Regions from separate parts of the Mus musculus genome. Here all the other regions are linked to region 1. The links are chromatin contacts, called in public Hi-C, HiChIP or PLAC-seq and promoter capture Hi-C maps. All regions are on one chromosome and are shown on one strand. Each heading gives the region's core, a stretch centred on a gene start, on an enhancer-like site or on the middle of the called end of the contact. The rest is flanking DNA. Distances are from core to core; before and after follow the strand shown.

Region 1 (5,583 bases), core at 1,141-3,640:
TCCTCTGCCACTTTTCTGCCCACGTGCACATCTTCGTTCAGTTTACCCCTAATCAGCTTGGCATTTTAATCCCTGAGAACACTGAATGCCATCTGCAAACTTGGCAGTTTCCCCGTGCACTCTCTTCCAAATCATTTATATGAATGTTGACTAAGCTGTCAGTCCACTTGCTCTATCTAAACAGTGCCATCCTTGCTGTGTTTGATCCAATGACTCACAGAATGAATGATACAAAACCAACCCCCAAACATTGCATTTACTCAGGCCTATGCCAGTGTCTTCCTGTTCTTAATTTCTTATTCCTAAATCAAATGCCCACAACAGGCACTTTCCCATATACTGAAAGAAATTCATTCTATCCAAATCCAAATTTGAGTTAATAATCTCTTCACTGACATAAGGCCCAGCCTGACTATCTTATGGTTCACTTGTGGTCTCTGTTCCAGGACATTTGCAGTGGAGTTCTGTGTCCCTTTCTTTCATTAAGTCCTGGTTTTCAGTGCCAATGTCATATCTTGGCACTCAGTAGAGGCAGGAAGATCAAGAGTTCAAGGCCAGCCTGAGCTATCTCAGCCACTGTCTACCAACAAGCAATAAGCCAACAACCTTAAGCCATAGTCCCAGGAACAACTATGTGAAGGCCTGACCTGACAAAACAGTGGTGAGTTTTGAGGCTAACATTTTCTGCAGTAAGAATAAATATATATAATATAGTATAATACAATACATATAATATTTATATTTAATTGGGGGTTGGAGAAATGGCTCAGTAGTTAAGAGTACTTGTTACTCTTGCAGAGGGTGGAACTTCAGTTCCCAGCACCCACATCAGGCTGTTCACAACTGCCACATCTGCTGAGCATTCAACTTCCTTTCTGGCTTCTTTCAGTGCTGTGTATGCTGCGCTCTCTCTCTCTCTCTCTCTCTCTCTCTCTCTCTCTCTCTCTCTCTCACATACACACACATACACACACACACACACACACACACACACACACACACACACACAATCTTAGCTGGCCCTTAAGTTTCACATACTCCGCCTGATGTACGAGGGTCCATTCCTCTGCTAAGCCAAAGTGAGCTGTATTCATTCCTGCAGTATCTGGAGCCTTCCTCACGCCTTTGCCTCCACAGTTCTTCAGTCTGTGTCTTCCCGAGGTTTCCCATCCAGGCTCATCCCTACTTCTCTAATGGAGGAACCGGAACTGCTCTTTGATTTGAGTTTCCATGGTGCCTGTTTGTGCTTCTGTTGCTTATTTCCTGCACCACCATTTTGTATGGTTGTTTATGTTTCCTCATTAACCCGTGAAAGGAAACTCATTTATGTGCCTGGAAGTCTGAGAAAGCTTTCTGAGTTATATGAACCTTTTGTTTTTATGTAGTTGTTGTGATTATGTGCTTTAAATTTTAAATATTTGTAAAGAGAAGACTGAAAAGTGGAAATGTGATTGTTAGTTTTAAATCTTAAGACCTGTAAGGAACCTTAGCAGTCACCCATTGATATTGGTCTTCTGTAGATGTTTTTGTCTACCCGACAACTGCTAACACCCCACCACTCCCACCCGCACTTACCTCTGGCTACTTAGCAAGTTCTTGCTGAATTTACTGACATGCCACCACGCCCCACCCTATGACTGTTTTTGCATCTGTGTGTGTGTGTGTGTGTGTATGTGTATTGCAAAGTGTTATTTCTCTAGGGAGAGCTCTCTACAGATGTGTGTGTTTTAGAAGAAACAATTAATGTCTCGGTGGGTAAAGGTGCTTGCCATCAGACTTGATGACAAAAGTCAGATCCTCAAAATCCAAGGAGGAAGGACAGAACTGACTCACCTGGATGACAGACCGCTGACCTGCTCATGCAGGCTGTGGACATGTGACCCCCTACCCCAACCCCAGCCTTACAATAAATAAAATTAAAGAAAGAAGGAAATATTTAAAACAACAACAAAATCCTAGTGCTACTCTTTTGTTGTACTAGGGATAGAGCCCCAGGACCATGATCATGTCAGGCAAGAAGTGCACCCTCAAGCTCGCAAGGCCCACCCCACAGTCAGGAGGAATAGCGATTGTGGGAGTCACCAAGCAGTAAGCTAAAACTGCAAGGCACAACTCTCCAGTAGGTGGCAGCAGGAACTCACAAACTCAGCAGATCAGGCCCACAGACTGGATTTTACCTTTCTTTCCTCTTCTCTCTCTCTCTCTCTCTCTCTCTCTCTCTCTCTCTCTCTCTCTCTCTCTCTCTCTCTGTGTGTGTGTGTGTGTGTGTGTGTAAACAGGAATCCTGTATTTCCAGTTTTTCAAAAGAACAAGTCACTGAGAAGCAGAAACAAGCACTTGGTTGGAGATAAATGTCTAGACAAGTGCTAGGCATCTATTAAATCCTTGGCTATTTCTAAAGCTCTAGGAGATTTTCTATGAGCCTTCTGGAGCCTACCCATGCCTCATTAGCAGTTCGGTTCAGCTTGAAATTTGGTTCTTGTGCAAATGTCAGTCATTTGGGGAGGATTTAGATTAGGCTACTTTTTGGCCCCTATAGATAGAGTTTGAAAGCATGTTTTCCTGTGTGCAAGGGTATGGGCAAAAGAACCTGATAGTCTGGCACTGGCACATGAGGAGAGACATGTAGGCCTTCAGAGACAGACTGGGTCCTTTTTGTTGTGACAATGGCTTCTGGTTTTCTATGTTAGCTGTCCACAAACCAGAACTCCTACCATCTTCAGTGACCAAGCAGTTCCTGATTGTGAGCCCTCTAACTGAGAGATGGATGAAGAATTTGGACATTTAAGACATAGTGATTATAATTGTACAGTCCTAAGTTCAGAACATGCAGTCACACAACAGAACGGAGTAAATATTTTAAATCTGAAAGATTCTGGAAAATCCAGGATTTATACAAGGGATGGTCTGAAGTGATAGTGTATCCGTGGGGCAGGCATCCAACTATTAGACAACTGCCTTTGAAAGGTGGTATTAGATGATCCTGCATTGAGCCAAGTGTCATGAGCAGACAACGCATATGGTAATAGTCCAGAAGATGAGGAAATCACATTGGTTACATTAATATAAACAATATCTGCTGTTGTCTAACTGTAATTCACATTTCCATAGAGTTTCAGAGCTCCCAAAACACTTCCATCAGATTCCATTTCTTTTTTTTTTTTCCATTTTTTATTAGGTATTTAGCTCATTTACATTTCCAATGCTATACCAAAAGTCCCCCATACCCACCCACCCCCACTCCCCTACCCACCCACTCCCCCTTTTTGGCCCTGGCGTTCCCCTGTACTGGGGCATATAACGTTTGTGTGTCCAATGGGCCTCTCTTTCCAGTGATGGCCGACTAGGCCATCTTTTGATACATATGCAGCTAGAGTCAAGAGCTCCGGGGTACTGGTTAGTTCATAATGTTGTTCCACCTATAGGGTTGCAGATCCCTTTAGCTCCTTGGGTACTTTCTCTAGCTCCTCCATTGGGAGCCCTGTGATCCATCCATTAGCTGACTGTGAGCATCCACTTCTGTGTTTGCTAGGCCCCGGCATAGTCTCACAAGAGACAGCTACATCTGGGTCCTTTCGATAAAATCTTGCTAGTGTATGCAATGGTGTCAGCGTTTGGATGCTGATTATGGGGTGGATCCCTGGATATGGCAGTCTCTACATGGTCCATCCTTTCATCTCAGCTCAAAACTTTGTCTCTGTAACTCCTTCCATGGGTGTTTTGTTCCTAATTCTAAGGAGGGGCATAGTGTCCACACTTCAGTCTTCATTCTTCTTGAGTTTCATGTGTTTAGCAAATTGTATCTTATATCTTAGGAATCCTAGGTTTGGGGCTAATATCCACTTATCAGTGAGTACATATTGTGTGAGTTCCTTTGTGAATGTGTTACCTCACTCAGGATGATGCCCTCCAGGTCCATCCATTTGCCTAGGAATTTCATAAATTCATTCTTTTTAATAGCTGAGTAGTACTCCATTGTGTAGATGTACCACATTTTCTATATCCATTCCTCTGTTGAGGGGCATCTGGGTTCTTTCCAGCTTCTGGCTATTATAAATAAGGCTGCTATGAAGATAGTGGAGCATGTGTCCTTCTTACCAGTTGGGGCATCTTCTGGATATGTGCCCAGGAGAGGTATTGCTGGATCCTCCGGCAGTACTATGTCCAATTTTCTGAGGAACCGCCAGACTGATTTCCAGAGTGGTTGTACAAGCCTGCAATCCCATCAACAATGGAGGAGTGGGCACAGGGGGAAAATTCCTGAATAGAACAGCAATGGCTTGTGCTGTAAGATCGAGAATCGACAAATGGGACCTCATAAAATTGCAAAGCTTCTGTAAGGCAAAAGACACTGTCAATAAGACAAAAAGTCCACCAACAGATTGGGAAAGGATCTTTACCTATCCTAAATCAGATAGAGGACTAATATCCAATATATATAAAGAACTCAAGAAGGTGAACTCCAGAAAATCAAATAACCCCATTAAAAAATGGGGCTCAGAGCTAAACAAAGAATTCTCAGCTGAGGAATACCGAATGGCTGCGAAGCACCTGAAAAAATGTTCAGCATCCTTAATCATCAGGGAAATGCAAATCAAAACAACCCTGAGATTCCACCTCACACCAGTCAGAATGGCTAAGATCAAAAATTCAGGTGACAGCAGATGCTGGCGTGGATGTGGAGAAAGAGGAACACTCCTCCATTGTTGGTGGGATTGCAGGCTTGTACAACCATTTCTTTTTTTAAACTTATTTTTATGAGTATATATTAGTTATGTGTAATGATGGGTTTTGGCATGAAACTTTCACACATGGATATATGTTCTGACCATATTCACACACATCTGTTACCATCTCTTATCTCACTCTCATACCCATAATTCTCTTCATAGCATCTGCATGCCAGACATTATCAAATATGGTAAAATACATAAAGCATTTAGTGTTTGGTTCTCAGCAAGTCTTTACTGCTAATTATTAAGTTGTCATTAGCTCCCCCACCCACATTTGTTTTGTTTTCTTTTGTTTTGAGATAAAGTCTTAATATGTTGCCCAGGTTAATCTCAAACTTTTGGGTGCAAGCCATCTCCCACCTCCCCCATCATGCACCACTAAAGATATTCTTTTCCTTGAATAACAAGAGTTATATCTAGACGCCTCTGCTCGTTTTAGTAATAAGGGGAGATGTTTTATTACCTGGCCCGTTAAGGAAGCTGCAAGCTGTTAAACTCCCATGGATCCCCAGCTGCTAGGCTTATTAAGAAAATGTTACAATGGGGGGAAATTGACAACACAGGCAATACAGATATTTTTAGTTTGTGCTGCAAGGGTGTACATCTTGGGTTCTGTTTAGGATTGAGCACAAGGGTATGAATCTGGATTATTTTATAAGATTGTCAATCAGAAATCCATGCTAAGTGCTTACTCTGTTGCCGTCTTATGTAAGGGATAGTATGAGAAAACCAAGGTAGGTGAAATACATTTCCAAACTTTCAAACTTTGTTAGGAGGGAAGTAGTTTGATAATTCTGTAAGAAGCTGTGTCCATTTCTTGCATCAGGAATTCTACAGAAATTATTTCCCA
Region 2 (5,583 bases), core at 1,581-4,080, 240 kb after region 1:
ACATATTAACTAATCGGCATAACTGGCGTTTCCATGTCATATTCCACGTCATATTCTCCCCATTCCCTTTCCTTGTTCCTTTCCTCTTCCAAATTACCCAGCCCCCTTCTACCTCTATGTTATTGTCTTCATCATCCTTCTTTCTCTTCTCCTCCTTTTCCTCTTCTCCTTCTCCCTCCCCTTCCCCCCCTTCTTTTATTTTGTGACCTAATGAGTTTACTTAGGAGAGCATATAGAAGCATGTGTGAGGGCTATTTACAGGAGCTTGGGCAACTTACCAGTGGCTACACCACTGAAGAAAATGCCTCTGCCTCCTCCAGCAACCATTAACTACCCATAGATCCCTCAGGGACAGATGGGGTCTTGTTGAGCAGTTCTCCATTTCATAATGACCATGTATTTTATTCATTGTATTTCAAAATGTTCTACAAGTACTTAATATGTACCCAACAATATGCTAAGTGCTGAGTGTAATGAGCAAGGAAGACTCCTGTCTTCAAGGAGACTGCAGACAAGGAGAGAAAAGAAAACACCCTTATCGACTATTGTGGCCAGAGCTATTAAAATAGAAGACAGTAGAGTCATGGTCATAGACTGAGGGATCCCAGTGGATCTGGGGACCAGGTGGGAGGGCCCCTCAGTAAGCTGACATTCCCTATCCCAGTGCAGCTGAAATGGAAGAATAATGAAGAGGGAGTCTGCAATTTTGACTTTTTTTAAATGGCAATTGTTTAAAGATTTCTGTTTGAATAGGTCATGTGCAAAGGTTATATTTAGAAAATGTATCTAAACATATGCTGATCTAATGTAAACTGAGAGGCAAACATCTTTTCCCCTCTAACTCCAAGCAAGGTCTCTTAAGAAGCCCCTGTAGGGCAATAGTTTTATTAGTGATAAAGTATAGGGCCAACTGAGATGAACTTACACATTTGAGACTCGAGGACAAATCAGTCTTTTCTCTAAAACAAAATTTGCTGGGCATGGTAGTGACCTGTAATCCCACCAACTAGAAAGGTTGGTGCAGAGGAGTTTCACATCCTGGGCCACATTGTGTTATGCCCAAGACCTAGTCTCAAACTATAAAATACAATAAAAATAATATGAACTGAGTTGTAGCTCAGTGGTAGAACATGAGTTCAGCATGCACAAGACCCAAGACTCAATCCCCAGCACCAACGATTAAATAAAGTCACTGAACAGATAGAAATGTTCCTGTATACCTTGTCTTATGATAAATATACTATCTTTAGTGTAAGAATAAAAACCATCCACCTGGAGCTGGAGAGATGGCTTAGCAGTTAAGAGCACTATCTGCTCTTGCAGAGGACCCAGGTTTGATTCCCAACTCCCACATAACAATTAACATCTGTCTGTCACTCCAATTCCAGGGAACCCATTGCCCTCTGCTGGCCTCCTCAGACATTAGGTACACACTGTGATGCAGAGATGCAGGCAAATTCACACAATTTTTTTTTAATTTTTTAACATCTCAAAAACAAACAAACAAACAAACAAAAAAAGCACAAACCTGTTGGTTCTCATATTCAGCAACATTGATTGAGTTCTACCAAGTACTAAGATATATGTAAATGTGCCCCAACCTTTGCTCACAAGTAGCCTATCATCTAAGTAAAAGAGCCCACCATCATCTTGAGTGTCACATAGAATGGTGCTCAAGATACTACTAAGTATGAGAGCAAGATGTTCCACTGGAGAAAAGCAGTGTCCTAAAGAGAGCTAGCTCAACAAAGAATGGTGTCAAAGAAACATTACTCAAAGGGACATTTTATAAGTAATATCAGACCAGGAAGTAGGAAATTTTATGCAAGTTAGAAGTCTATAAACAGATTACTATTTATTTAATTTTTTTGGGGAAGGCCTTGCACATGCCAAGCAAGGGTTCTGTGCCCAAAGGACACCCCAGCTCACACAGGTCAATTCCTACATTAGGCCCTACAGTCTGTCTTAAGTCTTTGCTTTGCATTCACACTTCCTCACTCCTTGAGAAGCCAAATTAAAGGTATTCTGATGAACCTCATTAAGGGGGAATTCTGCAGAGTTAGGGGGTAAGTCAGTTTCCATCCATTTAATGTCCAAGTTCCCTGGTCTTTCTTTACAACAGAAACGGATAGCTCATATGAACTGACTGAGAACAGGGCCTATGTTTGTACAACTTGAACTTCTCCGTAACTGTTTAATTCATGAAACACAAAGATGCTCCTGCCGTACCTTTTATGAAGTGCAGAGGTTACCAAGATAATTATGACAGTGTCCCTGTCTGCAGGACATTGTTCTACAGAGGGGTTAGAGGTATAAAAAGTCATAATTATAGTACAGTGTGAACATTTTGATTGTTGAAATGCTTAGGGTTGGGGGAACACTGGGAAGAAATAATTAGCTGTACTTGAAAGCTCTATAAAGATGACTTTGCATCTTTGGATAGGAGTTGTCTCTCGATTCATGTTTAAATGAATATGTATTCCTGTTTGCTAGCGGATCCTTCCAATTTCCTAACAGGATCGTATGTTGCCTTTTTTAACTGAAGAAGTAAATAAGTTAATTTCATTTGTCTGTGCTACTGTTGCGAAATAAAAACATGAGCAAAGTGGTAGATAGAAGGCAGAACCAGCGCCGGGTGGAGAGAGGGACTCTCAGTGTGGGAACCAAGATTAGGGAGAGCACAATGCGGAGCCCTAGTAATGATCCAATGATTCATCCTGTCATTCCTCTTCCTCTGTAGCCATCAGGTTTGGGCGGATGCCACAGGCCGAGAAGGAGAAGCTGTTGGCGGAGATCTCCAGTGATATCGACCAGCTGAACCCAGAGTCTGCTGATCTGCGAGCCCTGGCAAAGCATTTGTATGACTCATACATAAAGTCCTTCCCGCTGACCAAAGCCAAGGCGAGGGCGATCTTGACAGGAAAGACAACGGACAAATCAGTTAGTTCTCTTCTGCTCTCTTCACTGGGGGAGGCTGGGGCTGGGGGTTGTTTCCTTTGACTAAATGATTTGCTTTGGTGCACATGCATATGCAAAAACAAACAAACAAACAAACAAAAAACAGCTCAGCTGCAGGCTGTTAAAATCTAGTGGCAGGCTAGGTCCAAAACACAGGAAATGTCTTCAAATAGGATAAGTAAACATTGTTCTGAAAAGGGAGTAAGTCCTCCAAGCTGTAATAAAAAACCTTTGAGAGTAATACAAGAGCTCATAGGTCATCTCTACACTCATGAATGAACGTGAAGCCTTCCAGTCACAAGAGTGTCTCAGAAGCCGTGCAGGAGGCTGAGCAGGTGTGTTAAGCTGTTGTGTCCCACTTCTACCTTTCAGTTTTTCTATGGTCATTTGTCCCAGGTCCAAAGTGGGCACAAAAGTACATCAGGATATCATGAGACCTATTTCCTTACAGTACCTAGCTTTATTCCTGGGAAACTGGAGGCTCTGGCCTTCTATTATATACATGAGTTCTACTTTCTGCAAGGATCTAAGTTGCCTATGCTACTCCAATGGAATGGTTGGTTGCTTGCTTGCTTGCTTGGTTTAGTATGCTAACTATTGGATTGAATCCCAGGCAAGCATGTTGGGTACATGTGTGCTAGAACTAAGCTACAGTCCCAAGCCACAAAAGTATTCTTAAGTACCTGGAGATTCTTTGACTGATATTGTTTAGCAATTCATAATAGATGAAAATTATCATTGAATCCAGTTTTCTAGGAAGCAGAAAGCTTCTGATAGGAAGTTGAGAATCAACATCAAATTACATTAAAATAAAACCTCAATGCTGCTCCCCAGTCCACCAGCAGCTGCAAGTGTGCACTGGATTGGGCTCTTCAGGTCTTTCAGCCAGGGTCTGGCTTTGATGTCTATGCTATGATGAATGTCCCTAGGCAGTAGGAGCTACAAGTCCCATGCAGAAGACCTGGATCCAGCTCTTGAAAACCCTGTGTGTGGTCAGTTACTTTCATGGCCAGGAGAGCCAGTCAACTATTAGGTGGATACATGTAACTTGATGACCATTTAGATTTTAGAAGAAAAAAATCGTATTATCTCCTAATGTGTTTTGAGGACTATCTCAGGTTATTTCTTTCGTTTTAGATAAATGACTTCGAGTGGAATCAGCTAGTAGCTATGAGAAAGCCACATGCCAGTAAGAACAGTTGAGTTTCTCCCTGCAAAAGAGGTGATTGATACTTTCACAGTGATACACAAGGCCCTAGGCACTACAGTTTCCAAGTATTTTACACATTCTTTACACTCGAGCTCAGGGTCCTCTGAAGGCTGCAATTGTTTGTTATTATCTTCATTTAAGAAGAAGGAACTGAAGTGGAGAGGGGCAAGCACATAGAAACCCCAAGGCCATGACATAAGCTCCCTGACTTCTAGTTGGGAGCATTCTCAGCATGCTATTCTAGGACTACAGAACACGAGTCACAGTACCATGGGCTCTGTGCACTGTGTACCAAAAGTAGCCATGGCAAGAGACACACAAGTGAAGCCTCTGCAGAGCTAATTTGATTACAGAGGATAAGCCTACTTCACCGGCAGAAAAGTAAAGAAAGACTGCAGAGCCACATGACTAAGCAGAATTAACACTTGAAGGCAAATTGCAACAGCTTACCAAGAACAGGTGCAGGAAAGAGGGCTGGAGTCTGGGATCTACCTAACTGGGGAGGGAGGCGGTTGCTGAAAGGCAAGCCAGTTCAGTTTTACCTAGAGCCACTCATCTTGCAGGCTCTGGGTTCTTATTGTCATAACCTCAAGTTCACACCTGAAATCCATGCTGGAAATCTTATCAATTTAGTACTACTTAAAGGCTAGGGGAGGAAGAGAGAGAGAGAGAGAGAGAGAGAGAGAGAGAGAGAGAGAGAGAGAGAGAGAGAGAGAGAGAGAGAGAGAGAGATGGAGAGAGAGAGAGAGAGAGAGAGAGCCAGCCCACCCTAATAGGCAAGAATTTAAATGTATTTAATGGTGGCCAACTTACTCCTATCTTTGTTCTGAAAGACACAGCACCCAAATCACTAGAAATCACTTGGAAACCTCATCCCAGCTGACTTTTTGGCTCTAGGTCTTTGAGTTAAAAATAAGATAATTGGAGGCCCTTTGTGAAACAAATAGCTATTAAGCTGCTTTAAGGAAGGGGCTACAAAAGCCTGATTATAGACTTTTCAAGCTCAGAGGCCAAGGGTTGTCATTTTTCCCTATCGTACGTAAGCTTGTGCTTTTCCCATAATAGTTACTCAGACTATTTGTTTAATTGAATTAAAGACTGTTGTTTATGCCCTTTGAAATCATGGACTTTCAACAGAGGGCTTTTTACTAGCCCAATATTTGTTCATCAAACTAGACATCATGAGCTATTGGATAGTGACAGAATTGCCTCCAGTTAGGGTCTAGAAAAAGAAAAAGAGGTCCAGCCAAATATAAACAACCCAATCACTGATTATACAGAACTAAAATCAAATTGTTTGGCACTGTTTTCTCCTTATCTGATGAAATCAAATTGAGCACCAATAGAAACAGTTCAGTAGAGAATATGGAAGAGAAACCCAAAATGTGATTTGCAGTGAGAATTGTTCTTTATCA
Region 3 (5,583 bases), core at 2,117-4,616, 200 kb after region 1:
GTGCTAGGATATTAAAGGTGTAGACCACCATACCTGGCATCAAATGTGTTTTTCTTTTCTTTTTCTTTTAACAAATATTTAATTGAAATAGTTTTGTACAGAGCAGACAACTTAAATTTTAATAAAGGTCAATTTATCTTTCATAGATCATACTGTTTTACTATATCTAAAGAAATCACCACCACATTCTTTTCTTTTGTTTCTCTTTTATTATCAATGAGAAATTTCATGCATAGTTCGGATAAATAGTGTATAGGATTTTTGTTTGCTCATTTGTTTGTTTGAGGATCTGTCTGTGCAGCCCTGACTGTCCTGGAACTCTCTATGTAGATCACGCAGGCCTCAAACTCAGAGATCTGTCTCCCAAGTGCTAGGATTAAAAGCACGTGACACTACACCTTCTATATACATTCTTATACATAGTTAGATTCAATTTCTTAATATTTTGTTAGGAATTTTTGTGTCTATATTCATGACCAAGGCCTTATCCCCTGTAATGGCTTTATCTTGTTTTGATATTAAGATAATTCTGGCCTCATAGCATCAAGAATTATCTTTTTCCTTTGTAATAGTTTATTAACTCTTAGTGAATGTCATACAATGTATCTAGATTATACTTACCCCCATTCCTTCCCCAATTCTTCTCATCAAGAATTATTATATCTGTTTCTACCAACAAAGAACTGGTATAATTTATGCCTTGGATGGCTGGTAGAACTGACCGGTAAGTGCACCTTGACCTTCTGTCTTATACAGTTATTAATTACTTATTCAATTTTTAAAACATAAATAAGCCTATTCAATTGTATATTTCTTTTTGGATACATTTTGGCATACTGTGTTTTGAGGAATAGGCCCAAGGAAGAAGTTCACTTCATCTAGATTATTGACTCAGTAGTATAGAATTGTTTATAATATATCCTTCATAAAATATGTGTGTGCTAAAGATTAAACCAGGGCCTTGTACATACTTAGAATATCTTCTTCCACTGAGATACACCTCATCCCATTTACTATCTTTTTATTGTCCCTGGAGCATATGATTGTGTGCTTTCATTCATTTCTGGATAAACACAAATTGACTTTGCACCAATGTATACTGGACTAAGTAATAATTTCAGTTCAACTGCACTAGTTATCAGCAGTTAGCCTTAGTTCCAGTTAGATTTTCCTAGAATCTCTTTTTGGAAACATAAAGATTAACAGAAGAACCACAAACTGTGCTTGAGCTAAGTTGATCACAGTGGGAAAGGATATGAGTCTGAGGGTCAGGAAGCAAAAGAGATGGTCAGTATAACCCAGTCATCTTTTCTTTCTCCCCATACCACACGACAAGCTACCTAAACAACATGTGGCCAATACAAGAAAAACTGAACTTCTAGAGATAAAATATGAGTGTGCTTTTCCTTCTAGAGGCTGAGGCCAAGGTTACAACTTCTCTGAGGCTTTGTTGATCTGAATTCAAACATTTACTATAAGTCTTTCAGTTTCCTATAAAGAAATGTGCATATAGAGAAAGATATTAGATGCTTTATCTTTTGCCAAATCAAACCAGAGAAACACTGGGTTTGGTTTTTAATAGTCCTAAGTAGGCAGCAGGATGAAAATATGTTTTCTTATGTTGAATAAACAAAAGGCACACACATAATTTATTTCTAAACCTTTCTATAGTCAGAGAAGCCACTAATGAATTGAAATTCTTGCAATAATATCAATTAATTGTGTAATGTTCTGCAATTTACTTAACCCTAAGTCTATTTTTAACATTATTAAACGGTGATTAATTATACATAACTTCATATTATATCTTTAATAAAATTTGGATATGTTGAAATGCAGGACTTATAAATTCTCTGTTACATGTATCATATACACTAAAGTACATGCATGATGGGCATAAGATATAATGCCTGCTGCTTAAGTGATTAAAAATTGTAGCTATCATTATTAAATTATGCTTCTATGAATGAAATTGAGTCATTTTCCTCTTTTAATAAAACAAAGGCCCATGATTCTAATCAAAGATAAGAAAATTGATAGTCAGGTGGTGGTGATGTACACCTTTAATCCCAGCACTTGGGAGGCAGAGGCAGGTGGATTTCTGAGTTTGAGGCCAGCCTGGTCTACAGAGTGAGTTCCAGGACAGCCAGGGCTACACAGAGAAACCCTGTCTCAAGAAAAAAAGGAAAGAAGAGAAGAGGAGAGGAGAGGAGAGGAGAGGAGAGGAGAGGAGAGGAGAGGAGAGGAGAGGAGAGGAGAGGAGAGGAGAGGAGAGAAGAGAAAAGAAAAGAAAAGAAAAGAAAAGAAAAGAAAAGAAAAGAAAAGAAAAGAAAAGAAAAGAAAAGAAAAGAAAAGAAAACTGGTACAGGGTGCTGGCTCAGTTGGTAAAAGTGCTTGCCTAGCATAACATAAACAAGGACCTGAGTTCAATCCCCAGGACCCATATTTTTAAAAAGCCAGCACATATTTATAATCCCAGTACTGGGCAGGGGCGGAGGGTAGGGGTGGGTGGGAAGCAGAAAGATCCAGTGAGAGAACCTGTCTCAAAATTACAGTGGCTGATATTCCTGAAGGTGACATCCAGCACTGACTCTGGCTTCTGCACATACACAGGCTCCTGCACACACATGCTCCTGTGAACATGGATGTACATACACATATATACCCACAATTTTTACAAATAAATAAATAGAGAGAGAGAGAAGCATCTGTTGGTTAAATATTTTTCTTTTATTTCAGTGTATCTTTTCTACTTTTCCATATTATTACCTGATCATTCCTGTTTAATAACACAAAGTGTATGCAAGAAACAGATTTATTCCCACTTGGTAGATTAACTCATTAAAAAATATTACAGTTAAAAGGTATTTATGGGGTTGGGCTAGAGTACAATGGTAGAGTTAAAAACAAAGTATATTCAACTTAATTTTTAACATAACCAAACACATAATCATCTTGTAAAAGTCAGGTAGTATAAAAACTTTAGTAAAAAAAAAAAAAGGTAGCGCCTCAGTGTCTCAATAATTCCCTTTCAAAGGCACTGATACTTTACTCCAGGACCCTCTTCTGACTCTCACCTCCGTGACTTGAGAATCACATGCTTGGCTGCAACTTTGTCTACTGTGTTCACCATCTGTTAACTCTAACCATAGAACATAAGCATTCAACCCTTTTACCACCTCGTTCTTTCTCCCAAACACACTTCTTTCTCCTCTCACCTTCACAATGCAGTTTCCAGTAATTTGGAGTTAAGTCAGTTGTCCATGGTTACATTGTCATAACTTTAAAAGGGATAGTTACAGACTTCAACATCAGTATATTGTGGTTTCATAAGCAGTTTCTCTTCAAATAGTAAGCGGTCACACTGCATGTTTCCTTTCCCTGCGTGTGAATCATGTGTCTAAGTCTTGCAGTCAACATGTTCAACCTTGCCTAACCTAGCACTTCCGGAATTTACTTGACTACCTGATATTTTTCTGTGTAATGATTTTTAATGGAACCTCATTAGCATATGTATAATACAGTTGGGGAGATGCCAGATAAAACAGACTTTCCAGGCCACAAAAGAGCAATTAAGCACTGAGTGAGTAACTTTGAGAAGCCAGGCACTCTCCTTTTCCAGAGGTTTTTAAAACAGGACATCTGTTTTACTCATAGTCCAGTTTGAACAATAGGACTCTGCTGCTGTTTCTTCCTCTTCCTGTCCCCCAGAGGCCGCATTGGAGGCTTTTAGCCACCTTTTACAAGACCATGGGACTCTGGTTACTCTCTCTATATTAAAAAAAAAGACAACTATTATGTATTTAGAGCTTCATACATATCCTAGGTGTTTTTCATATATTATCTCATTAGTCTTCAGAACAGAATGAGGTAGCATTATTTTACAGATGATGAAACTAGCTATAGAGTGAGGGTGGACTAAGACCTCCAAGGCAGAATTTGAATTCAGGCATCAGACATAACACTGCTCCATCCTTTATTGTTAATGTTCAGAACAGCAACCTACAAAAATAACAGATAAGATGTGGTTTATCTGTACTTATTATGTAAAAACTCAGGCCACCACAATGTTTATGATAAAAGTTAACCATTCCTTTAACCTTCCCACTAATTGGAGGTTATTATTTTTGTTAGTGTAGTGCTTACCTTTTCCTTCACTGTGACCAAATGTCTAACAAGAAATGACCTGAAATGAAAGGTTTACTGGGGTCCTGGTTTAAGAAGCTACCACTAAGCCTAGAAATGACAGCAGCCAGCTCAGACTCCTCAAGTCTTTACCCCTCTAAGGAACAGGAAAGTGGAGGATGAAGTAGGGCTGGGCTAAAACCCTCAAGGCCCACCCCTCAGTAGCCCACTTCCTTCAGGTAGGCTCTACCTCTTAAAGGTTCCAAAATAGTGCATGCTAGCTGGGTACCAAGTCCTTCAACATGCAATCCTGTGGAATACATTTCACATTCAAACTGTAGCAGGAAAAATTCTGTTGCAGAGTTCTTCTGCATTTTATTCTGTCACAATCTGCCATCTGGTAAATGGTTTCTTGCATGAGACTATTGAAATTTGATGTGACTCGTATATATTAATTAAGACCAAATACATCTTGATCTATAAAAATTGGCTTGGGATAAAAGTCTCTTTTTTCAACATATTATATCAATATAGTAACAGCATCACACAGCTCAAAGGATGCTGGGCCAAGAGACAGAAAAGATGTGTTCTCGCCCACCCAGTCTCTCGCTGACTGTATTCATAAGCAGATCATTATGTCCATTTTCTTTTACTGTCAAATGGGAAATGACGATTATTTCAAAATGGCTTTCTCCCCTGTAATATTTCAGGATGATTTTTATCTCTGGATGTTGGCTCACAGATGGGAGAGGAACTGTATAATTCCCAAGTTAGTTTGTACTATGCTGTGGTTTACACAAACCAGTGAGGAAGGGCTGGCATATATGATATTAACCTAAAACAAGAAGTCATTGAAAATTTGTGGTTAAGTGTCTCTTGAAAATACTGACAAAGCTACTAAGCTCTAGAGAGTCTATGAGATGTTGTCACATTGCCTCAATACTTATCAGAATACATTTCTCTGAGTTACTCTTTAGCATGACTCTCATCAGTGTCATGCCTGGCCCACCATGAGTTGTTGAAATGTGTTGATGTTTAGTATAGACCTGGAAGATCAGGAAGAGAGATAATTAGTTTAGATTAAGTGTGGCCACAGAGCTTTAGACCTTCTGCATTCAATACCCACTCTTCCTAATAATTGTCCATATATTACTTTGGTATCTGGGCCATATTTCTCCCAAAAGCTTTCAGAGGTGGGCTTGGAATTCACAGCTTCATGTATTTAGACAAGTATTACATTACTGGGATGTATCTTCATGTATTTAGACAAGTATTACATTACCGAGATGTATCTTCCGCTCTTAATTACTCTTCTTTAAGAATTTTGAGTACATGGTGGCACATGCCTATAATCCTATCTCTCAGGAAGCAGAGGGAGGAGGATCAATGTAAGTTCTATGTCAACCACCACTGCACAGTAAAGCCCTATCCAAAACAGAAAAAGAAGAAAAAGAAGAG
Region 4 (5,583 bases), core at 1,160-3,659, 150 kb after region 1:
AAGCTAGTTACTGAGAGTTAGTATTAGTATTTATTGATCAGCAATTTTGTTTCAGGCTCTGTTTAAGCACATTGATACACTATCTTATTTTATTCTTCCAACAATCATATATTGTATATAATTCTAAGGCTATACACTGGGATGGGATGTAGTTCAGTTGACAGAATACTTGTCTAGCATGCAGAACACCATGGGTTCCATCCCCAGAACTGCATAAATTAAGAATAGTGGCACATGTCTATATCTTAGTCCTTGGGAAAACTAGAAACCCAAGGTTACCCTGGGCTACACAGTGAGTTTAAGGTTAATCTGACCTACAGGAGACCCTGTCTCAAAAGAAGGTGGGTGCATATTGTATATTTCATGAATTATTCAGGTCAGTGAAGAAAAAAAAAAGAGACAGCCTAACCTGCTAAATAAGAAAAGTAGCATTTGAACCCAAGCAATTTTAACCAGCCACCAATTCCTGCACAAGAGCCTAGTTTTATAATATTTGTGTTACCAGAGAATGAAATATCTATAGCCACACACCCCCAACTACCATGCCTGTGTAACAATTAGATGTGTACAGGTATATCCACATTCAGATGTTATGTGGGCTAGTTGTTCTTCATGGTAAATCAATTTAGTGTGTGGCAGTGATTTAAAAATACAGTGTGTCTTTGTGCTGTTTGTGACAAGGCAAATGAGATCACTAAATCTTTGATGTTTATTCAGAAGTTCTACTATTTATTAAAAGCAATCACTGGGGCAAGACAACCAACCACTTTTAAAAAGGCTTTCTCTTCCTGGCATTGATGTTGTATGCCTTTAATCCCAGTACTCAGAGGCAGAGACAGGTGAATGTCTGCATTGAAGACCAGCCTGGTCTACAGAGTGAATTCTAGGACAGCCAGGGCCACACAGAGAAACCCTGTCTCAAGAAAAGAAAAAAAAAAAAAAAAAAAAAAAAAGAAGAAGAAGCAAAAGCCTCTCCCCCCCCCTTTCCCCTCTGCTCTTTAATACAAATAAAATAATTTTATTTGCTTATCTGAGGATATAACAGCCAGATAAATAGTACATTTTGTAAGTTTTCTATAAAAATCTAAGGAAGATTTTTAACTGGCATTGGTTGAGCTACCACTCTAATAGAATCAGCCTTCATGGTCAGAGGGATAGGACATGGAAAAGCTCAGTGAGTTTGTATCCATAGGAGCTGGCTCCAAGATCTGTATGAAATGTATTGTTTGCATATAACCTAGCCATTTTGCTTCAAATTGCCTTCAGATGACTTATTATACCCAATACAGCATAAATGCCAGAAAAATTGTTGTACTGTGTTGTTTGGGGACTAATAACAGGACAAGGTTGTTACATGCTCAGTATAGCCAGAGTACTTTTAGAATATTTATTTGTGATTATCGTGGCTACATATGATACATGAGTTTGGGCAACAAATGCCACAGCAGAAGTGTGGAGCTCAGAGGATGGCTTGTAGAGTTGGTCTCTCTTTCTACCTTTACGTGAACTACAAGGGCTGAATTCAAGTCATCAAATACTTTACATGCTGAGCAACAGTACCTTCCTGTTAATGTATTTTTTTTAATATATTTTTACTGTGTAGTTGGATACATCCTCAGACATGGAGGAATGACTACATTTTAGTTTAGAATAAAAATTACCAATTTGTGTATATTTGCCTACTTCCTACCTCTCCTCAGTAGACTGTGATAGACATTGTATGATGAAATAAGAGCACTCTCCATACCTTTAAGAAAAGATACAGCTCAGCTTGCAATTCATGCATGAACTCCTAGGGTCACACACACACATTCATACAAACATGCATGCACACGCACACACAGACACTCACACACACAATCTTCCCATGTCAGGAGCTATGGCTGAAGACATTCCACATTCAAGAATAGAAAGAAGAAAGCCAATAAACCTGTAGAGGGCAATAGTAGAAAATCTCAGAAAGAACAGGTGTAAGAGACTAAGAAGTATCTGGAAGGCAGGAGAGGGCAGTAGTATGCAGGAGCCCACTCAGATCAGCTTGTAGCTCCTTAATGGTAAAATCTCGGGGTTTTACAATTGTTAGAGATGGTTAGTGAGTATTCAATTATGTGAACTTATAAGCAGACAGGATATTTAAATACAAGAGCAACAGACACACAAAAAAGTGTATTTCCTAGCTCTTACATTGCTGAGATTTGTTGTCTCGTTGTGTGTCTGTGGTGGACATCCTACCTCAGAGACATCATCTTTGGAACTTGAAATCCTTGTCTCATAAGTCCAGAAACCAGAGCATTTTCTTCATGTCAGGGGGACTAATTAAGCATTTTTTAGCACACCAGTGGAAAACAGAAATCAAGAAGTCTAACGAAGCAGCCGGTAACTAGTTTCGGTAGAAAGATGTGTGTCATCACTCCAGTACAATGTACAGAGGAACAGAAAAATGACAAGTGATGAATCCAGTGTTCAGTGAAGTTGCTGTTTATGATGTTATTATTGAATTGTAAAGCTTGCAGAGTATTTACATCTTAATGTCTTCTATAAACCTGCAATACACACTACACACACACACACACACATTTATTTTCTAGCGAAACCTTTTCTGTTGGAAAAGGAACTGGTTATTTATAGACTATACCTCAGGAAATGCACTGTCATATTTCACAATTAGGACCATATTAGTTGTAAGTTTAAGACAGACTGCTGTTATTAAACTTTCTTAGTTTAAAAAAGAAATGTCAAGAACAGGTCCTTGAGCATACTAGGCAAGTATTGTACCACTAAGCTACAACCCAAGCCCAAAGGTAGAACTATGTAGAGTACTTGTTTTTGTATGTTCTGAAATAATCATATGGCTTGTTTTAAATTTTTTTCTAATGCCTTATATGTATTTATCAAATTTTGGCATTAAATTGCCTTTCCTTTTCTGAGATAAGTTCAATTTGATCACGGTAGTTTATTTTCCAAGCATATGATTTAATTAATTAGTTTTACTTATAGTTTTAATTTGATATTAATAAGTAGGACTGACATTTTTCAATATGTGTGTGTGTGTGTATCTCTCTCTCTCTCTCTCTCTCTCTCTCTCTCTCTCTCTCTCTGTGTGTGTGTGTGTGTGTGTGTGTGTGTGTGTGTGTGTGTGTGTGTGTGTGTGTGTGGCACATGCACATGGTAAAGGTTAGAGGACAACTTGTGGAATCTGGCTCTCTCTTTTCACCATAGGATTCTGATAGCACAGGCCATCAGTCTTGCCAGAAAACTCTCTTTCCCATTCAGCCATTTCAGTAGCCCACCCACTCCTCTTTTAAATGTTTTCTTTTGTGGAGGAGGGAAAAGGGTCACATTTTTGTATCAATATTATGATACTTAAATAATTAATTTGGTCATAGGTTTTCTTTTTTTTATAAGACATCTCTTTCTGCAGCATTTTAAAAGAACTCTTACAAAATTACCTTTGGGGAGCTGTTTTGTTTTGTTCAGCAATGATGGACATTGAACCCAAGGTCTTTTTGGTGGCAGGAAACTGGTCTATCACTGCATTATACTTGCAAACCTTTGGGGATATAATTCCTAGATAAGTTCTCAATGATTTCCTTTTTTACCCCAATCCCCATCTCTTGGGTCAATTTTCACTGTTTGTTCCATTTCAGGCAAATTAATCTGGATAAGTTGCTCTTGGAATGCGTTAATATCTACTGTGATGTGTAGAAAGTCCTATTTCAGGACTTCTTATGTAAAGTAGTTGAATAAGTAGGCAAATATAACCTGGCCTGCTGTGAACTTTGTGTCTCTGGGTTTTAGAGATTGTAAATAGATTGATCATCCAATGAACATAAAATAAACATAGAATATGAGTAGCTAGATACACTATCCTCAGACTGTCTCTGTCCTGGGACATCTTGTGTCTGTAGACTATGCCTTGAAGACACAGAACAGTCTGAGTGAATCCAGGGAGTGGGATAGGGTATGCATGATGTTAGGAATTCTGCCTGCCTCCAGAAATAATATTAGCTGACTTTTTTTTAAAAGTCATAGTGGTGATCTCTTATAGATAAAGCAGTTTCCCATATGTTAAACATGCAAGATGTAGTAAGTGGTTTGGCTGTGGATGCTGCTTTCACTGTTGACTAGCAACTTTGAATGTTTATGTAAATCATTATGATGGAGGTCACAACCAAAGCATACAGGCAGAAAGTGCTGACAAATTAGCTCTTCCTGTAGAGACTGTCCTGTTCTGAGAACAGAACTACAGTTTACTATTGGTACTGAGATGACTTTAAAACTCTCCATTTCCAAGCAGCAGTATTGCACAGTGATGGGGGATACCAACAAGCAAAGCTCCCTGGCTGTAGCTCATGTTCTTTCATGTTAGAAATAACAGAATGAGAAAGCCGATCATCTTCATGATGTAACATTTTACACCATGCACCATGTAGCAGTTCCTGTCAGTTCCAAGAAGTCAAAAGAGCGAGTGTTGGAGTTTTGTGTGTGTCAGACTGTGCAGAATGTCGGGTCTGCATGCTCTCTGGCCCTCCTGATAAAGGCTTTTGGCACCGGATGCTGTTTTGTCTTTACAGAATGTCCTATTCTGGGCTCCCTGAGCTCTTTTAAGAGACAAGGATGTGAATCATTATTTAGACAATCTGCTCCCTGGACCTTCCTCTGAAAAGTTTGCTTAGTCTGTTGTGTACTGCGTCTCCCATGCCCAATCAGGCTGCGTGCTCTACTATATCTTAGAATTTCCCAGTATGTAGCTTCCAGATGAACTGAAATTTCAGTAAACATCAACTTCACAATGTATAACTCTCATCAAACTGGCATCAGACACCCTCCGACTGGATATGGATAGCAGGCCTTCTGATGTGTACGCCACACCTAGATCTCTCAGCTCCCTATCTTTTGAGGTTGCTAATCCCTTTAAAAATCTAGGTTTTCATAAGTCTGAATACTGATATAATTATTATTAACCTGATACTAAAAATGGGTATAATAGAGTTTTGCATCATGTCAGTGACCCTACAGGTAAAACAAGAGAAGTGGATCAAACAGCTATCTGCTTCTTTTATGCAACTACTCTGATGAGAGTTTTGGGTACTGTGTGATCCATGATGAGTCGTTTAATGGTGTATTGGTTATTTCTAGAGAATATAAAGTTTTATATGCTCAGGGAAAGCAAATACTGGGGATGAAAATTAATGTGTATATTTGCATTTTGGCAGATTGGAATGTCTGAGAATTTAGAAAATCAACAAATTTTCAAAATATTTTTCTTTTTAATTATTCAGATTTGAAAGAAGCGGTGAACCACTGATATTCAGGACATTTTTAAAAACAAGACTACCCTTTACTGGTATGTACATCAGAATAAATTATATTAATATAATTAATCAGTTATATTAAAATTGTATTTTTAATTTTTTTTAACTGCTGCAACACTTTCTCCTACATAATTTGCCAGTTAGTTGGGTTCATAATAACATACTTGTCTAAGACAAAACAAAGATAGGAAAATGGCCTAGTAGTTGCATTATAATACAAATCTTTAAAAATAACCTTCTTATTTTCATACCCAAGTAATGACTCCAA

The links. A called contact is a pair of places that touch in the nucleus more often than the background predicts. HiChIP or PLAC-seq counts read pairs in DNA pulled down with a chosen protein or histone mark. Capture Hi-C pulls out chosen DNA fragments and counts their contacts.
Region 2: a contact with region 1 is called in an HNF4G HiChIP or PLAC-seq map of pancreatic cancer cells. The contact joins two enhancer-like sites. A contact is called at or near these places in 6 of 39 promoter capture datasets (the 3T3-L1 cell line, the C10 cell line, cranial neural crest and 3 more), 1 of 15 datasets of contacts at CTCF or cohesin (the NIH/3T3 cell line), 7 of 484 Hi-C or Micro-C datasets (the 3T3-L1 cell line, 3T3-L1-derived adipocytes, the C2C12 cell line and 4 more), 1 of 115 datasets of contacts at active chromatin or transcription factors (pancreatic cancer cells) and 3 of 9 other capture datasets (adipose tissue, liver and macrophages).
Region 3: a contact with region 1 is called in a promoter capture Hi-C map of adipose tissue. The contact joins two enhancer-like sites. A contact is called at or near these places in 3 of 39 promoter capture datasets (3T3-L1-derived adipocytes, cranial neural crest and neural stem cells), 2 of 15 datasets of contacts at CTCF or cohesin (the NIH/3T3 cell line and embryonic stem cells), 17 of 484 Hi-C or Micro-C datasets (the AML12 cell line, beige adipocytes, bone marrow-derived macrophages and 5 more), 2 of 115 datasets of contacts at active chromatin or transcription factors (embryonic stem cells and heart atrium) and 3 of 9 other capture datasets (adipose tissue, liver and macrophages).
Region 4: a contact with region 1 is called in a Hi-C map of bone marrow-derived macrophages, with 2.6 times the contacts expected there. The contact joins two enhancer-like sites. A contact is called at or near these places in 1 of 39 promoter capture datasets (embryonic stem cells), 1 of 15 datasets of contacts at CTCF or cohesin (stem cell-derived epiblast-like cells), 5 of 484 Hi-C or Micro-C datasets (the C2C12 cell line, bone marrow-derived macrophages, embryonic stem cells and 1 more), 4 of 115 datasets of contacts at active chromatin or transcription factors (bone marrow-derived macrophages, cardiomyocytes, heart atrium and 1 more) and 3 of 9 other capture datasets (adipose tissue, liver and macrophages).

The regions. Positions count from the first base shown.
Region 1 is chr6:115,225,606-115,231,188 of GRCm38.p6, forward strand. The region is part of intron 1 of Syn2 (synapsin II); the gene reads left to right. Among named protein-coding and RNA genes, the nearest start is that of Timp4, 24 kb to the right of the region's middle. Within about 2 kb of position 2,391, at least 23 of the 459 cell types and tissues checked have an H3K27ac peak or open chromatin away from gene starts, as enhancers often do. A contact at or near this core is called in 3T3-L1-derived adipocytes, the HL-1 cell line, the N1E-115 cell line and 3 more, where this site is marked.
Region 2 is chr6:115,460,346-115,465,928 of GRCm38.p6, forward strand. Pparg (peroxisome proliferator activated receptor gamma) reads left to right here. Exons shown (of 8, transcript NM_001308354.1): 6 at 2,741-2,940. Among named protein-coding and RNA genes, the nearest start is that of Gm36301, 56 kb to the right of the region's middle. Within about 2 kb of position 2,831, at least 94 of the 459 cell types and tissues checked have an H3K27ac peak or open chromatin away from gene starts, as enhancers often do. A contact at or near this core is called in 3T3-L1-derived adipocytes, the HL-1 cell line, the N1E-115 cell line and 3 more, where this site is marked.
Region 3 is chr6:115,429,290-115,434,872 of GRCm38.p6, forward strand. All of the region lies in intron 2 of Pparg (peroxisome proliferator activated receptor gamma), which reads left to right. Among named protein-coding and RNA genes, the nearest start is that of Pparg, 70 kb to the left of the region's middle. Within about 2 kb of position 3,367, at least 15 of the 459 cell types and tissues checked have an H3K27ac peak or open chromatin away from gene starts, as enhancers often do. A contact at or near this core is called in adipose tissue, where this site is marked.
Region 4 is chr6:115,378,397-115,383,979 of GRCm38.p6, forward strand. Pparg (peroxisome proliferator activated receptor gamma) reads left to right here. Exons shown (of 8, transcript NM_001308354.1): 2 at 5,283-5,347. Among named protein-coding and RNA genes, the nearest start is that of Pparg, 19 kb to the left of the region's middle. Within about 2 kb of position 2,410, at least 6 of the 459 cell types and tissues checked have an H3K27ac peak or open chromatin away from gene starts, as enhancers often do. A contact at or near this core is called in bone marrow-derived macrophages, where this site is marked.